Linked DNA regions of Sus scrofa: region 2 is linked to region 1. The links are chromatin contacts, called in public Hi-C maps. All regions are on one chromosome and are shown on one strand. Each heading gives the region's core, a stretch centred on a gene start, on an enhancer-like site or on the middle of the called end of the contact. The rest is flanking DNA. Distances are from core to core; before and after follow the strand shown. Region 1 overlaps AMMECR1 (AMME syndrome candidate gene 1 protein). Region 2 overlaps LOC110257717 (a long non-coding RNA gene).

The links. A called contact is a pair of places that touch in the nucleus more often than the background predicts.
Region 2: a contact with region 1 is called in a Hi-C map of omental adipose tissue, with 2.4 times the contacts expected there. The contact joins two enhancer-like sites. A contact is called at or near these places in 14 of 47 Hi-C or Micro-C datasets (alveolar macrophages, embryonic fibroblasts, fetal heart ventricle and 7 more) and 2 of 2 datasets of contacts at active chromatin or transcription factors (alveolar macrophages and skeletal muscle).

The regions. Positions count from the first base shown.
Region 1 is chrX:90,340,235-90,346,463 of Sscrofa11.1, reverse strand. The region is part of intron 2 of AMMECR1 (AMME syndrome candidate gene 1 protein); the gene reads left to right. Among named protein-coding and RNA genes, the nearest start is that of AMMECR1, 77 kb to the left of the region's middle. Within about 2 kb of position 2,838, at least 5 of the 83 cell types and tissues checked have an H3K27ac peak or open chromatin away from gene starts, as enhancers often do. A contact at or near this core is called in omental adipose tissue, where this site is marked.
Region 2 is chrX:90,517,242-90,523,470 of Sscrofa11.1, reverse strand. The region is part of intron 2 of LOC110257717 (a long non-coding RNA gene); the gene reads left to right. Among named protein-coding and RNA genes, the nearest start is that of RTL9, 33 kb to the left of the region's middle. Within about 2 kb of position 3,415, at least 12 of the 83 cell types and tissues checked have an H3K27ac peak or open chromatin away from gene starts, as enhancers often do. A contact at or near this core is called in omental adipose tissue, where this site is marked.

The DNA of each region.
Region 1 (6,229 bases), core at 1,589-4,088:
CTTATTACCTAAGACTGTCTGGGTTTCAAGGCTGAATTAAAATAGATTCCAGGCTTCCTTAAAGGTAAACAGCACATCTGTTGATTTGTCTACGACAATGGAAAATGACTGAATTTTGTATTATGATAAAAGTCAGCATCTTCCCTTCCATCTATTTAGCAATACTTTGGGGTAATCTTTTCTCCTTTGGGGAACTTTCCAGATGTTTTGTGAATATGATTCCAATTTAGAAGAATTGTTTTTCTATTGTAGCTGACTGATGTCCTAACTCTGAAACTCGTAAGACTGGTGTAATTCTATCCAAGGGGTCCTCTGCGATGTGTGTAGGAGTGCCCTGTGACACTTTGGCTTCCTTGACTGGCCTAGACTCTCCAAAGCTGCCGGTGGGGGCAGTTTTCCTGGAGTCAGTGAATCCAGCTCCTATTTCAGTAGTTTCCATTAACAGTGAAAATAACATTTCCAGGTATCAGCCAGGGTCACTGAGTTTTGAGCAGTGTTCATATAGTGCAATGAAAATGAACAGCCACAAAATGATTTCAGTGGTTCTTTAGGTACAAATGACTGTATTTTCTGAAAGGAAGAGAAGCCCTGAAATGTAGTGAAAAAGACAGGGTGGTTGCTGTAGTACATACACATTGTTAAAAGAACCATTTTCAAATAAAAGATGGCAAACATTTATTTTAGTGCTAATGTGTTGTCATAGTCTAGCATTAAGTTAGTGAAACAACCTTAGACAAGTATCCAATCTGTATCATGACTAACTACATTTGTTTCTTAGTATTTCCTTAGAAAATTAATCTTCAGAATTCCCTGTTGGCCTAGCGGGTTGAGGATCCAGTATTGTTGATGCTGTGGCACGGGGTCAATCCCTGGCCCAAGAACTTCTGCATGCCATGGGCACAGCGGAAAAAAAAAAAAAAAAAAAAAAAAAAAAAAAAAAAAAAAAACAAACAAAAAAAACATCAACGCTTAGTTTTATCCAGGTATGGGTTATGCCTTTTATGATCTTCCATGGGCCACCCCCCACCCAAATCAGAACAACTCTAAGCTGTCTCACTCTGCCCAGCAGTTGGCTTGTGTCTTGTGTTTGCTGACCACCTTAAATATTTGCCTAGACCAGGCAAAATTTTAAAAGTATAATTCTCATTTAAAAAGAATCACAAGTTTATGGTGTCCAGTTGTAAATGATTTTGAAACTGCAGACCCTCTTGTTCCTCTCAGTTTAACAAGATAGAGAGATGACACATATGATCAACCCAGAAGATAAAGAGACCTATTTTTTTAAATTGAAGTATAGTTGATTTAAAATGTATTAGTTTCTGGTGTACAGCGAAGTGATTTAGTTATACACACACACACACACACACACACTTTTTCGTATTCTTTTCTATTTTGGTTTATCTCAGGATATGGAATATAGTTCCTTGTGCTGTACAGTAGGACATTGTTGTTTATCCATCCTGTGTATAATAGTTTGTGTCTGCTAATCCCAAACTCCCAAACCGTCCGACACCAATCCCTTCTCCCCTTTGGAAACCACAGGTCTGACTGTGAGTATGTTTCCATTTCGTAGATGAGTTTGTTTGTGTCATATTTTAGATTCCACATATAAGAGATATCATATGCTATGTCTTTCCTTTTCTGACTTCACTTAGTATGATAATCTCTAGGTCTGTTCATGGTGTTAGAGAAGGCGTTATTTAATTATTTGTTATGGCCAAGTAATATTCCATTGTAGATGTGTGTGGATATTCATCTATCTATCTATCTGTCTATGTCTTTATCCATTGCTGGACATTTAGATTATTTTCATGTCATGGCTATTGTAAATAGTGCTGCTGTGACCATTGGGGTGCATGGATCTTTTTAAATTAGAGTTTTCTCCAGATACATGTCCAGGTGGTTCTATATTTAGTTTTTTAAGGAACCTCCATACTGTTCTCCATAGTGGCTATACCACTGCACCAATTTACATTCCCACCAACAGTGTAGGAAGGGTCCCTTTTCTCTACACCCTCTCCAGCATTTGTTATTTGTAGACTTTTTTTTTTTTTTTTTTTTTTTTTTTTTGCTTTTCAGGGCTGCACCTGTGGCATATGGAAGTTCCCAGGCTAGGGGGTCGAATTGGAGCTTCAGCTGCCAGCCACAGCCACAGCAGTACCAGATCCAAGCCACATCTGCGACCTATGCCACAGCTCACAGCAATGCCAGATCCTTAACCCACTGAGTAAGGCCAGGAATCAAACCTGCAACCTCAGGGATACTAGTCAGACTCTTAACCCACTGAGCCACAACAGGAACTCTGTTATTTTCGGACTTTTAAATGACAGCCATTCTGACCAGTGTGAGGTGGTACCTCACTGTAGTTTGGATTTGCATTAAGAGACCGATATTTTAAGAGAGAGTATAGACTTTCTTGTCCAAAACTATTTCGAAGAATTTTTTCCCTATAAAATTTACTGGCTAGCGTTTCACTTTTGTTGGAACATTGACCTATGATTATTTTATTCAGTATTTTTGTGGGACACCTATCAATTTTAGTGTCCCAAATTTCCTTAAACACATTTCGTGGCTCTGATATTTCAAGACTTCTACAGAAACTAGAAATTTGGGGGCCATTTTTTTTAAATTGTATTGCTCTGATTTACAATTCTGTATATGCCAAGAGGGAGTCTTACCATGTCAAACCAAGCAAAATTAGCAGAGTACCCATCCGTGATGAGAAAGTTTGGCATGTCTTAAGGGAAACCGGTACGAATCCAGGAGCTTACAGTATAATTAGAGGGTCAGACCTAAACTTGTGACAGGGTAACTAGGCCTCTCGGGCAGTGAGCCATGCTCACAGAGGGAGCTGGAAGATTGCCCCGTGCTAGTGAAGTGAGAGCCAGTGTGGAGGTGTGAGGAGTAACAGCGTCAGGAATACTTCCTTTGGACAGTGATGCTACTTTGTTGGGCTTTCATCTGCTCTTTGTTTCACAAGGACTGACTGTTTAGGTTTCCCAAGGGCTTTGTTGCTTCACCTTCGATTGTGTTTGTTCTGATGTGTAGGTCTCTAATCTAAGGGCCATAAGCTTTTGTGGTGGTTGTTCTTTCTCCCCCTTTCTTACAGCTAGACATAACCCAAGGTCTTAAAAGTTTACTTCTTCAGGTCAGACAGTAAGTAAGTGACTGAACTCAGTCAGGAGGCTTGAGCCATATTTCTGAGTCAGTTATTAGTGATCTCCCATAAGGCTTGTACTCAGAGGTCTTTGAGTGTGACCGTGACTGTAGGCGAGTAGCCTAGCAACACCAAAGTGAAAGTCAGACTCCCCAATTCAAAATAATTGCAGGAAGTCCAGTGTGATCAATAAAGAATGAATGTAATATTTCTTGTAAAAATAGTTTTGCTTATTTTAGTGGCATAGGTAACTCAACAAGGGCTGGCTGTTGCCAAATAGCAATCGTCCAGAGATCTGCTTTTTCACACACACACACACACACACACACACACACACAAAATGTGTAATTATGATGTTACAGTGCATGTAGATGGTTAATTCCAAAGTTCTGAAAATAGTTTCTCTTTCAGCAAATCCTGTACTTCTCTTCCAGCCTTAATTACAAAGTTGATTTGCTTAGCGGAGCAGACCTTTCTTTTCCTGTCAGCCTAGGTCTGTTTGAATTAGCACAGATTTTGAATTAGTGGAGCTCAAATTAATGACGTTTTATTCTGTTACGAAGAGTTTGTTTTCCATCACTGATAATTATTTCCAGGAAAGTTAAGTCCACAGAAAATATTCTCTCAGTTTCCTTCACGTTGTTTACCAAAGTCTAAGAAGAAGTGGCTTTTAGTTACACGGGAGAGGGAGAGGCCATGGCAGTAGCAAAGGAAAATGCGGTGCTACACCCTGGTCTCTCAGATTTGTGGAGCAGGTTCTGAGCAGCATTCTAAACCAATATTATTTCTCATAAAAGGCACAGCAGACCTGGGAATTTTAAATTCTAATGTGATTGAGGGAACGTGTGCTGGTGCATACTAATGCTTTAACCCCCATCAGCCCGGCGGGTTGTCAGAACCTCTTATAATGGACGAGCCTTCTGACAGCCCCGCCCGAGAGGCACCAGAGGTCCACCCGTCTTCTCCAGAGTCAGCTCTTCTCCATGTAGATCATTCTCATGGCCTCTGAGGGTTGAGTTTCAACAAGTCCCCTTTCCCCCTTGGACGCTTACTCACCTGAAATCCTACAGAGAACCGGAAGAGTAGGCGGAGGATTTTTTTTTTTTTTTTAATTTGTGAACTGATGTCTCATTTCTTTCAGACCCGTGTTCATTTAGAGAGACTGTTATCTTGTGCTTCTCTTCTCTGTGCCTGCCCTTGCTGACTTGTGATTCATCCAGTTCATAAGATGTTCCTTTATAAGAAGGTGTGAAAGGCATAAAAATAGACGAGGAATATGAGTCCCTATATGTTCCAAACTATAGCAGAATAGTAGTAATAATCACCCCGCAAACATAAGAGGCCATTGAGCTTCTCCAGGTTGCAAAGCATCTGTGTTTTCCTCAGGGGAAAGGCCTGTGAGATCAAAGCAACTCCGTAACTCTATCAGGGAAGTAGATTATTATCTATTTATAGCAGTCCGTGAGTTTTAGACAGAAAAATGTTGCCAAACCGTGCCGCACTATGAATGCACAGTAATCTAACTAGAGACTCAAAACACCAGTTACCACCTTCTAAATGAACAGCATTTAATAGATGCTAAGCAGAGGAAAACACATTTCAGTGGACAGTTAATTAAGTCGATGAATAAAAGGATATTTAGAGCGTAGGGGAACGTTGACTGTTTAATAAAGTAAATAATAAATGTTTATTATATTGCCAATAAATGTTTATGAAATACGTGACTATACAAGACTACCTTCCTGTATCCTTTCTTTCACTCATTAAACGTGTGCTCACTAGCTGCTGAATGCTAGGCATTGGGTATACAATGGTGAGCAAAAGTGGGCACAGTCACTGATGGCCTAATGAAATTATGTATATAATACACACACAGATATAAATAGTCAAAAACCTATCGTTTTTTAAATTTAAAGTACAGTTGATTTACAGTGTTGTGCCAATTTCTGCTATACAGCAAAGTGACCCAGTCATACATACATATACATTCCCTTTCACATACTATCTTCCATCGCAGTCTATCCTAAGAGATTGGATATAGTTCCCTGTGTGCTACAGCAGGACCTCATGGCTTATCCATTCTAGATGTAATGGTTTGCATCTACTAACCCCAAACTCCCAGTCCATCCCACTCCCACCTTCTCCCCCTTGGCAACCACAAGTCTGTTCTCTCTGAGTCTGCAGAAACCTAGTGTTTAACTTGAGTTTCTATAGGGCTTTGCTTAGCCTGGTAGATTTTCTGTGTATAGGCTAGAATCCATAAAGTTAAAAGCAGTAAGGTCCTGTGAGTTTAAGCGCCTTTTCCTTTCTCTCTCTCCCTCTCTCTTTTTACATCTCTTAAATGTGACTTAGTTTATGAGACTTGTACTTATCATTAGGTGCTCTGAGTTGGCTCATGTAAATGCCAGTTGTGCCATAGTGAAAGTTTTGTGAAGCAAGGTGCTCCACAGGACCGCAACTGAACATACCATGCCCCTATTGTAGACTTGTACTTGGCACATAGCAAGCACTCAATAAATAGTTGGGGAATTAATTAGTTCATGGTCAGAGATGTTCTCTTCCATCAGTAATCATTAGGGCCACCACTTATTCATGGCAAGTTTTGCTCCTGTGGGGGACAAGGCTATTGTCACATGACCATAATTTAAATTGCATGGCTTTTATCCATTGCATTTTTTCCATCCCTAAATGATGCTGTTTCCTTTTAGTATCTATTGTGGTTTTCCTAATATGTACTGAAGTACAGAATCAGCAATTGCCGTTATTTCAGCAGCATATTGCAGAGCTTTTCCAACATATTTTATTACCCCATGTGCTTGTCTCATGGAAACAAAATCAAAGTAGGACCTTTTCAATAGGAGAGTTAAGTATTTTTCAATGGTATTAGAAAAGGAAACTATACAAGTTTTTCTTTGCCTTTGAAAATTAGGTTTATCAAGATATAAACCAAACAAGAGATGAAGAGTTAAAATATCTGTTAAAATTTCTGCTTGATCAGGCTCATTTAAAGCCTGTTCGTTGAAAGGACTAAAGTAAAATCTGTTCCAGGTTAAGAGATATGGAAGTACGTTG
Region 2 (6,229 bases), core at 2,166-4,665, 180 kb before region 1:
TTTGATCCGCAACGTGACACATCAAAAAGCCCCTGACCCATCCAGGGTCGAGCGGTGGAGGAAACCCACGTCTCCTCCCCGACACTGAAACCCAGACGTAAGCGAAGGTGTCGGGAGAAAGGTCCCTTCTCCTTCAGCAGAGACGCTGAAACTCAGGCTCAGAGAGGTTCGCCTTGGAAACTGGGAGACTGGGCTTCAAAGCAGGGTTCGACCGGGGACAGGACAACTTTCACCATGTAGCCACCTGGCCTTGAGGTTAGTCTTGCTTCAGAGGAACAGAGAGATGTATTTATTTCACACACACACACACACACACACACACTCAAGATCCCTGGGAAGAGAACACAGCTTTACTGGGGAAAAAATACACCCTCGCCCAATGCGAATCTGTTGAAAGCTACAAAGACACTTGAGCCTTCAGTGTTTCTGAGCCAGAGCTGTGTAGTCGGTGCACAGGGTGTCATGTGCTATCCAGCACAGCGTCGAGATGAAGAGCCAGACACCAGAATGTGGCCGCCTGGACTGTAACTCTGGGTGTGTCACATACTAACCTGCCTGACCCCAGGCAAGTGACTGAGCTTCCAGGTGCCTCTGTTCTCTCATCTGTCAGTAACAGTACCTCCTTACAGAGTTGTCTATGAGAATGCACCGAGCTAGTGTTTGTAAAGCACCTTCCATGTGCCTGGTGTGACTGTTTGTTAAAAATAATGCATACCAAAAAAAAAAAAAATTTAGGAGTTCCTGTCATGGCGCAGTGGTTAAGGAATCTGACTAGAAACCATGAGGTTGCAGGTTCGATCCCTGGCCTTGCTCAGTGGGTTAAGGATCCGGCGTTGCCATCAGCTGTGGTGTAGGTCGCAGACACGGCTTGGATCCCACGTTGCTGTGGCTGTGGCGTAGGCCAGCAGCTACAGCTCCAGTTGGACCCCTAGCCTGGGAACCTCCATATGCTGTGGGAGTGGCCCTAGAAAAGGCAAAAAAATAGAAAATAAAAATAAATAAAAGTAAAAATAATGCATACCTCTGTCCCTATACAACCATTGGTTAAATCAAAAGAAATGCATACCTCTGTCCCTATAGGACTATTTGGTAAAGACAAATAAATGTCTACCTCTGTCCCTCTGTGGCAAGACTAGCCTAGAGGTGGGGTAGTCCAGGGGTTAGAGCATGCCTGCAGCGTTAGCTGAACCCTGCCCAGTCTCAGGATTTCATTGCTGAATCTCTTTGGACCTCAGTTTCACCGTCTCTACCATGAGGATACTAACAGTTCTGATCCCAAAGGCCGATTGGAGTTTTAAATGCAGAAGCTCCAAATTCCTGGACACAGCGCCTGATCCAGCAGAGGGAGGAAGCACCCAGCAAAGGCAAAGTCCTCATCATCTGAACCTCGGAGCATCCCGCGTCCCAGTTTTTTTCGTTTGTTTTTTTGTTTTGTTTTGGTTTGGGTTTTTTTTTGCCTCTTCTGCTTTAACACATGATATGTAGTTTTGGAAATTCTGCCTCAGCAAAGGAACAATTTCATCGTTTTGCCGGTGAAATTCCTAAACATTTTATTCGAGAGCCAGACAAGGGAGAAACACGTTTGGTCACTTCTAAACCAAGAAAACATGGGCACTCCAGTTTCCCCACTCGGTAAACCTGACCACCCCCCCCCGCCACTGCCACCACCAAAGTTGCAAAAGTCACTGTGCAGGACAAAAATCGAAGGAATGAGTATTTTACTGCAAACAAAAGCCATCTTTGTTTGCTGCCCAGCTTGGGAAGAAAAAAAAAAAAAATACCTCAACCCAGGAGCTTGGAAAATTCTTGAAAGTTCTCATTTTATTCCAGCAAATCCAACCGAATTGGCAAGACTCCTGGCCATGTGAACCTGAATCAGAATGAGTCGCCTCTACCCACTGCCCTCCCCCACAGTGCCCAGAACTCAACAGGGTCCACAGGGCATCAATACACATTGGTTGTCAACTCGTGCATGGGAGCCCAATTCCATTTCTACAATGTCGGCTATGTTGCCAAAACACTCAGAAAGCAGCGCTAAAGAACATTTTGAAAACAGGAAAAAAAAAAAAAAAGCATCCATCAACTCACCACTCTAACACAACTCTTAATTTTGTGTGGAAAGTTCTCTTCCAGTCTTTATCCACGTGCAGACATATTTTTACAGCACTGTAGTCATAGGGAAAAACTGCAGCAGCTTTAGCCAAGAACCAGATACCATACAGATCATGTCACTAAACTTTCCAAGTGAGGGCTTTTTCTTCCCTCATTCACTCCATTCATTCAGTCAGTCAGCCATTCGACAAACATGGAATGAACCAGCCTCTGGTGCTATGCCCTGGGGAGTGCGGAGACAGAGATGACTAAGTCACCGTCCCGCCCTCAAGCAGCTCCCAGTTTAGAGGGAGAAACAGACAAGTCAGCAGGAAATTAGAACACGCTGTGATCAATGCATAAATACTGTGAACAACGCACAGAAGAGAAGCATTCGAGGTGGGAGAGGTGGGGAGAACAGCGGGGTGGGGGAAGGGGAGACCGGACAGAACCTACACAAAGACATGAAGTTAGGAGAAAACAAGGTGTCATCAGGTAGCCAAAAATAGTTCAGACTGGCTGGATCCTAGGCAGATGGCCGTGGATGCCGCGAGAAAGGAAGAAGGGGGGGGGCAATCATTAAGATGAAAGGTTTCGGTTTCATTCTGAAGACTGTAGGGGAGCTTCGGAAAGATTGAATTGAAGCAGGGTAGTAGCGCAGTCAGATCCACGTTGGAGGAAGATTGCTCCAGCCACAGAACGGAGGGTAGATGGCAGGATATGAAACAGGTAACAGGGGGACCACTTGGCAGGCTGTCACAGTCATCGATCAAGATAAGGAGGGTCTCAGTGATGGAGATGGCTTCTCCTTAGCACGCTGTGCCGCCTTACCAGGTGACCTAACCTCTCTGTGCCTCAGTCTCCTCTGTAAAGCAAGAATAATAACAGTAGCCTCTCCCGTGTGGCGCTGCGGGGAGGACGGGATGAGATACTGCATGCAAAGCTCCTGGCACAGGGGCTGGTACCCCGAAGACACTCAAGACATGTTCCTTCCCCTTCCCCTCATTCCCTCATCTTCCACCTCACCCTTCCTTAAAGGCTGGCACGGTATGGATCATAGAAGTGGCCGAGGCAGGATTCTAACCCAGACAGTCTGACTCCAGAGGGCAATGCAGAAAGTTTGAAAGTGCCGTTGTCAGGACAGTTACTTAGGAGGATTGTTTAGCCGAATCGAGGGCCCAGCTGAGGTTGGAAACTATGACTTTTGAGTGGGACTAATCAACAAAGTGATGGGATTTTCTCCAGCAGTGTTCCTCCATCTGGGTGTAAGCACAGAGGAGGAGGCTGTCAGTTAAATTTATCCAGGTTTGGTTTTTTGCCTAGTGGATGTGTCAGAGAGACACAGGGCAAGGGAGTTGGAGGATATAGGCAAGATCCTGAAGTCTACATTCCGGGAGTTAGGCAAACAGACCTGGCTTCAAATCTCATCTCTGCCCTGTACTAGCTGTGGGACTTTGCCTAAGTCATTCAACCTCTCTGAGTCCCAATCACCTCGTTCAAAAAAACAAAATAACAACAGTACCTGTCTCATAAAGTTATTGTGAGAATTACATGAGGTTATTAAAAGGATGTTGTAAGATGCTTAGTATGTGCCTGGCACATACCTATTCATTCTATATCATCATCATCAGCATTTTCAAGCATGGAAAGGGGAAGGAACGAGGGGAGTGGGAAAGGCGGAGGAGGTGGGAGAACGAAGGGGGCTCCAGAGCCTGGAGAGCCTCTTGAGGCAAAAGGATGAGCTTTGAGGTCAGTGGGCAGGATGTGGATGGCGGGGGGCTCTGAGATGATGCAGTTCCCACCGATGATGAAGCATGGTATGGCTAGAATGGGGGTGTGTCCTGCACATGGATCATGGATGTCAACTCACCCAGGATGATGTCAGAACTTGGGGTGGAGAAGAAGACAGTGAGCCAGATGTCGAACTCTTCCTTGAATGGGTGAGGGGGATGGTGTGACCAGGAGGGGGTGTCTAAAAAGAAGAGTCGATGAGGAGAGGAGAGGAGAGAAGGTGCTGTAGCCAGATGGCATCAAAAGGAGGAGTTCTTGGCCGAAGGCGGAGGAGTAACGATCTGGACGCAAACAGGGGAAAGCCAGAGCACAGACCCCACCTCCCAGCCCTAGGGTGTCTGTGCTGTGGGAGTGTAAGCAGTGTCCAGCCACCAGAGGGCGCTGCAGGCAAAGCCGTGAGCTCCTCCGCGGAGATTCAGGTTTCAGCGCTTCCACACGCAGAGGTAGAGAGCCCTGTGCTGTGAGGCTTATTTAGAGTTTAAGAGGAATTGCTTCCCGTGGGGATCAGAGCAGAGTGGGAGAGGGCAGTAGGAGGGAGATGGATAAGTCAGGGCTGGTGGGGAGCGGGGAGCACAGAGCAGAATGGGTGGGGGGATGGGAGAGGACACATGATGGGTAGGGAAGCTCACTTTTGGGCTGTAGCCAAGGACTGGGGGATGTGAGGCTTGGTGGGATTAACTGTCCTCAGACTTCCAAATGAAGCTTTTTTCCCTTTACATCTTTTGTTTATTATAAAAGTCACACATGCTTGTTTCAAACAATTCTCATCATTACTGAAGTGAAAATCCACCTCCCCCATCCCTCTCCGCAGAGGTAACCACTGTTGACAGTCTGTCTATCTTTCCGGATTTGTTTTTCCTCTATGAATAGCATATAATATCCTTCATGAAAATCAGATCCTATTATCCTAATTCTTCGGCACCTTGCTTTTATCACAATACTGTATTGGAGACATCAATCAGTATATAAAATGCATCAGTATATAAAGATCTAGCTCATCCTTACTTGTGGCTACCTTGTCACTGTCATCATCACAGTATTCGTGGGGACAGTAACGGGTGGCAGTTATTGAACGCTCTATGCCAGTACTGTCTAGTTGATATGCCGTAGGGATTAACTCATTTACCCTTCACGACTTTATGAAGGAGGTATTATTTTTCCATTTTACAGATGACAAAGATGGGGACACAGAGAGGTTTAGAAACGTGGACCAAGTCACACAGCTCATAAGGGTGAGAGGAGGAAGTCAGACCTCGGTGGTCTGACCGTAGAGCCCAAATTCTTAATCATTAGCAGTGTCGCTTAATGTGCCCTTATTTGGATGTGCTGTACATTATTTATAAATTACAGCTTATGATGCCCATCCTCCACTGATGTCATTTAGGTTATTTCCAATTTTTTTCTGTTTACAAATATATTAAAGGAATATATTTGTTTAAATGAATCATTAGGGAGTTCCCGTCGTGGCGCAGGGGTTAACGAATCCGACTAGGAACCATGAGGTTGTGGGTTCGGTCCCTGGCCTTGCTCAGTGGGTTAAGGATCTGGCGTTGCCGTGAGCTGTGGTGTAGGTTGCAGACGCGGCTCGGATCCTGCGTTGTGTGGCTCTGGCGTAGGCCAGTGGCTGCAGCTCCGATTAGACCCCTAGCCTGGGAACCTCCATATGCCGCGGGAGCAGCACAAAGAAATAGCAAAAAGACAAAAAAAAAAAAAAAAGAATCATTAAATGAAGATCCTTATAAGAGCATTTGAAAAATGGTAAACTCCCGAAAGAAGACTTGCTGGGTCAAATAATATTTCAAGTTGCTGTCTAGAAGTTGTGCTCCTTCAGACAAGCACTGAGAGCACATCCATGTGCCTGATTCACCATATCCTCACGAGTACTGGGGTTTAGCAACCTTTTAAGTTTCTGCCAGGCTGTGAGGTGAAAAATGACATTTCTACCATCTCAATGCTGTTTTAATTTGCATTATTTTTACTTAATCATTCCTGAGGCTATGAACCCTTTTTGTTCTTTTTTTTTTTTTTTTTCTGGCTGCACCCACGGCATGCAAAAATTTCCAGGCGAGGGATTGAACCTGTGCCACAGCAGTGATAATCCCAGATCCTTAACCCATTAAGTCACCAGGAACTCCTGTGAACATTTTTTTATATGGCATAAACCCTTCGCGTCTTCTCTGTGAAATGCCTGTTCATTACTCTTTGACAATTTTTCTCATCATGTTGTCACTGATCTACAGAAGCTCCCTCATTCATTCTTTCGACAAGTATTTATTGAGCACCTACTGTGTGTCAGACCCTGCCCTGGGACTAGGAACACAGTGGTGAATAAGCAAAGCCTTAGCTT